Regions from separate parts of the Rattus norvegicus genome. Here region 2 is linked to region 1. A link is a contact called in public Hi-C data. All regions are on one chromosome and are shown on one strand. The core of a region is the stretch at or near the end of the contact, and the rest is flanking DNA. Distances in the headings are between cores, read along the strand shown.

What was found. A called contact is a pair of places that touch in the nucleus more often than the background predicts.
Region 2: a Hi-C map of Schwann cells shows a contact between it and region 1, with 9 times the contacts expected there. The contact joins the enhancer-like site here to the promoter of Fmnl1 in region 1.

Annotation. Positions count from the first base shown.
Region 1 is chr10:88,614,774-88,617,371 of GRCr8, reverse strand. Fmnl1 (formin-like 1) reads right to left here and starts at 1,295. Exons shown (of 25, transcript NM_001105846.1): 1 at 1,015-1,295. The coding sequence starts at 1,143.
Region 2 is chr10:89,096,199-89,098,796 of GRCr8, reverse strand. It overlaps Gosr2 (golgi SNAP receptor complex member 2), which reads left to right. Exons shown (of 6, transcript NM_031685.2): 2 at 1,165-1,229. Among named protein-coding and RNA genes, the nearest start is that of Gosr2, 8.1 kb to the left of the region's middle. Within about 2 kb of position 1,281, at least 7 of the 93 cell types and tissues checked have an H3K27ac peak or open chromatin away from gene starts, as enhancers often do. A contact at or near this core is called in Schwann cells, where this site is marked.

The sequences.
Region 1 (2,598 bases), core at 46-2,545:
TGGGACTGGGAAAGGCCTCTAGGAAACAGCCCAGCCTTCCCCAATGTCACCCAGTGTCCAGCCAGGAGTGGCTAACAGTACACAGGCCACTGGGCAACCACCTACAGAAGGCAGCAGGAAAGAGTGCTGGGGTAAAGAGGGGGAAGTGAAAAAGACTAGCCTTTCCCCTTCCCTACTTCTGCCTCCCACCCTTCTTTGGGACCTATGACTGCTTGGCCCACCCTATCAGAAACACTTGAACTGCTCAGCCGAGTTGATGGCTCCCTCTCCAGAGGCCTAGACTTTAGTTTCTACTTCATCCTATCCCACCCTTGCCTGCCCCAGTTTCCCAAGCAAGTGACAGCCAAGAAGGACGGGAGCCTTCCAGATATTTGTTCCACTCCAAGCCAGAATGACCAACCCACCCTGACCCCACCCTTCCTAAGCCTACTCCTTTCAGTAGCTGGGGGTGGTCCATGATGAGGGGCTGCAAGCACCTATTCTAGGGCATGGTAGGGTGAGAGATTAGAATGGAGGGTCTAAGAGTCCAACTCCTTCACCAGACACCAGAACAACCGAGGATGAAAGACTCCACTAGGTCTAAGGCTTCCAGAAGGTTAAATTATAACCCCTTTCCTCTTTGACCCTGAGTCACAGAAGGGCAGGCGCTCTAGACCCGCACCCAGCCACTGGGCCTGCGTGCAGTAAAAGAGTGGGCGCCAGCCCCCCTCCCACCCCGGGCGCGTTTGGACCCAACCTCATGAGACATTTTTGACACCTTTAGACCTAGGAGCGTAGGAAGGGGGTCAGAGGGGGGGGGGGTCTCTTAAGAAAGCTTACTGGAGGGGGGGGTTGAAGAAAGTTTCTTGAGGGGGGGTGCTAAATCACTCTGAAAGATGGCACTGTCACTCCCACCCCCTGGAGGGACAGCAGGTGGACCCAGGATCTCCAAGCGGCACCTGAGTCCCAAGAGGCGGGGACGCATGCGGAGCCCCTGTCGTGCCTGGCTCCTGGTGCGCACCAGGACACACTCACCAAGACTCGCGTGAACCTCTCCTCCAGCTCCCCGGCCGCCGGCATCGGTTGCTTGGGGACGGCTGGCTGCTTCGGGGGCGATGCGGTGGGGCCCGCGGGCTGCTCAGCGCTGCCAGCCGCGTTGCCCATGGTGGTCCCCACCCAGCCGGCCAAGCGTCTCCAGCCTCGGAGATCCAGTTTTCCCTGGGGGTCGCGGACTAGGCTTCGGGAGCCAGGGGGGCGAAGGGCAGCACTGGATGGCGGGGCTGGGCTAGGCTGCTCTCAGCTCAGCGGCGTGCAGGAGCCAGGGCGCGGCGTCCCATCGCGGCGGCCCCGTCCAAGGGAGCGGGCGGCGAGCGAGGCTCGGGGAGGAAGTCGGGCTGCAGACGGCCGGGGCCAGAGGGCTGGGCCGGGGGCAGGAAGCTGCGGCGCGGGCTCCCCCCTCGGCGATTTTCGAACTTCTGCTGCCGCTCCCGGTGCGCACAAACCGCAGTTCTCCGCCGCGCACCCGGCCCCAGGGGGGCGGGCTGCAGGGAGGGGGCGGGCGCGGGCGCCGGCCGGGGGTCCTCCGCAGCCATGGCGCGCCGGCCGGGGGCTGCCGAGCAGTGCACCTGCGGCGGAGGGGGCTGGCGCCGCTGCACCTGCCGGAGCCCCGGAGCCGACCCAGGCGAGGCCGAGAACACGGCGGCGCGCTCGCCCGGCGCCTCCGGGTCCTAGAACCGCAGCTCTCCGCCCTGAGCTAGGCAGTTAGGGGTCTCTAGGCCCGAGCCTGGAGGAGGCAGACCCCGGGGTGGAAGACTGTCCAACCAATGCGCGCGCGCCTTGGACACCTAAGGCGGCGATGAGGTGCGGTGGTGGGGAGTAATTGCTACTGGGGGTCCCCCTCTGGGGTCCCCAACTAAGAAGGTGGGAACCCCCTTCCAGGCCCCCCACCTCTGTGTCTCTCCTCCGTTGGGCCCAGAGATGATCTGAGGACCAAAGGGAACCATCTGCAAACAGGTTGGAGGACACAGACCTAGGTCAATTGCGATCTGATCAGCTGTGGCTGTACCCACATCTTCAACAGCTCTAGACTGGGGTTACTCGTGGGAAAATGAGATTGGAGAACCTGGGGATCACTGTGGTGGTGCCAAGGAGAAGTAGGGCACTAAGAAGGATTAAAGGCAGCTGCTAGGCTGGGGGAGGAACAGGCACCTCAGAGGGGAGGAAAATGACGCTGTCACCATGAGGGACCTAGGCTGGCCTCTCACTGGAGAATGATAATCTTGGCTCTCTGATAGTTACAGAAAGATTTCTGTGACAGTGACCAGCAAAGGTAGGTGTGGATGTCCTCATTTCCATAACGGGGAAACGAGGAACGGAGTAGCAAGGGGACTTGTCCAAGGCTACACAGCTAATTAGGGCAGAAACGTGCCTCTTGTGTTCATGTCCAAAATCTACTTAGCCTCGGTCTCCCACTCTTCTTATTTAGGGTGGGAGAGTGGAGAAGGGGTACACCTTCAGGACCGGTGCTCAAATTCCATCCTAAATTAACACCTCTAGTTCTCCCACTTAATTTGTGGGGCTCTCGAGTTGGCCCCTCCCTGTACTGCCAGGCCATAGGGT
Region 2 (2,598 bases), core at 32-2,531, 480 kb before region 1:
TCCTATGTAGAAAGCCTTTCTTTTATAAGCACAGGAGGCCATTGGGGCTAACATAGACAACATTCCAAGGACTGTCAAGTGATGGGGAACCACTAGGAAGGGTTTGGAAGGTGGTGACTTTGGCCTGGAACTTCTCCAGGCCTAATGTCTGGGACATGTTGCATTTCTAGATGAGATGGCAGTCCTCCTCCTGTTGTCAGGGAAAGATGTTTACAAAACAGGAGATACCTATCTCTCAGGGCCATTCCCTTAAGTGTTCCTTCCACTGCCTGGTCCCCTCTGTTCTTTCTCTCTCTGACTGTTTTTCAAGCACTCCATTTTGCTTTTGCCCCATGTGAAATGCCTTGCATGCCCTTCTGCAGATCATCATCTTGCAACCTGTCTTCACTAAACCTCATTTTACCTTCTTAAAAGTGATGCTCAGATCTGCATTCAAGCCTACGTGCTTGTGTGCACGCCTGTAATCCTAGCACTGTGTAGGCGAAGGCAGGAGGATCACAAGTTCAAGGCAAGCCTGGGCTGTGTAAATGAGAAAACTCAGCAACCACAACTCCTTCCAGCTACGAAACCCCAGTTTACACTTTGTTAACCCAGCCTTCCCGCCTCCTTGGCTGCACTGTACACAACTCCCTCAACTTTGTTTCCGCCTGTGTGTGTTGGGGTTTCTTAAATCTTCTCAGGGGTTTCTCATGTCTGTTCAGCCTGTCAGTTCCTAATTATGTTGTTTCTCAGGGGCGAGGATTATATCTTCCTTGCCCTTTGGCTCTTGGTAGGCAGACCAGTGCTCAGCACATTAGGTCGCAGAACAGAGAGTGGGATTGGCTGGATACTGGTTGAGGTTTATCGCCTGCTGTGTGGCCTTGAGCAACTTACTTGACCTTTCTGGTTTCAGTTTTTATTTATAAACTGAGAGCAGTGATGATGCTTTCCTCTGGGGTTACTGACTTAGCAGTGTCTCAGATACAGTAAGCTCTCTCTAAATGCTATCAGCGTTGTTCTTAGCATGAGGTTTGAAATGAAGCCTGAAGTGCCACATACAGATTTTACAGTTGAGTAGCACCGTCACCTTAAATCAGCTGTAAGGCAGCATTAAGAGAAGTTGTCTTTCCTGACCGAGGTGCTGGTGACCACCCCTGTCTCACTCATTTCCTCTTCCTTTGATAGGCAGGTCCACGAGATCCAGTCTCACATGGGACGCCTGGAGACGGCAGACAAGCAGTCTGTGCACTGTGAGTAATTAACCAGGGAGAGCAGAGTCCTTTCCCTGATGGCATGGGGCTAATGGGCTGGGTTTCCTGACTGCATTCTGCCTTAGGGGCTTAATGACTCAGCATGGAATGAGTTGTTGTTAGAATGGACAGAAAAACCCTATGGCCAATAGATTTCCCCGATTGTGCCCCTTGGAGTCCCACCAGTTTTATCCCCCATTACCCTTCCACTCAACCTGACGGCCCTATGGGAATGGAAGTTCTCCTTCCATCTGTCTTAATCTAATTACCTAGTCTGAAAATTCAGACATGTTGACCTGGAACTGGCCATCTCTTCCAAGCTGAGACTCTGGCTTCTTAGTAGGATTATTCAGACAGCTAGCAATATTAATTAGTTTAGTTCCCATACCACAGGTTTGTGTGTGTGTGTGTGTGTGTGTGTGTGTGTGTGTGTAGCATGTGGGTTGTGGTTTGGAGTTTTTTGGTTTTGTTCCAAGCAAAGGCCCCTTACTGAGCCAGCCCTATAGACCTCCCTTGGAAGCTCTTGTCACCCTACAGCCCAGCTCTGGCCAGGCCTCTTCTGTTTCCTGTTTCCTCTTTTTCCCTGGCTCCCCAGGGTGGTCCTTCCCTTGACTCTGCACCCTATAGTGCCCTAATCTAAATTGTCTGTGTTTGCTGCAGGTGCGAAGACCTAGCAAGAGGGTGGTACTGGGGTTGTCATTTCTCCTGGGTGCGGCAGCCGCCTGGGTGCGTGCTCTGTGCACTTTAGTTTCTGCCTACTGGCCTTTGTTTGCCTTTCCAGCAATCTCACTGTCGCCTGATTAGAAGTGGAAAGAGGTCATTTTGACAGCTTTATCAAAGGGGATAAGGAAAATGACTATCATATTTTCTACCTCTGCCTGTGCTTTCCTGGGTCTTTCCGATTGATATGTGGTCTATTTTGAGGGCCCTAACACATCTCAGCCTACCATTCTTTCAGAAAGCCTCTGGGTATTTCTATACTGGTCTTCCCTTTCCTTTATACCTTTTATTGCTCTTTTAGCCTTATTACTATAAGGAATTCAGTTGGCAACACTTCTCCTAGCGGTTTATAGTCCATATCTGAGACCAGTCTCAAATAGACCTACATCAGAAAATTTAACTTAACAGAGTTTTATGGGCAACCATTAAATATTCATTTTATTTTCTAATGAATATAATAATATTTGTGTACATTGTGCTCCTTTGGGAATACATATGCTTTAGTTTGTGTTATAGCTTATCATTTTTACTTTGTTGTTTTGGGGTTTTTTGTTTGTTTTTGTTTTGTTTGTGACTGTGGCCCTGGCTGTCCTGGAACTTGCTCTGTAGACCAGGCTGGCCTAGAACTCAGAGATCTACCTGCCTCTGC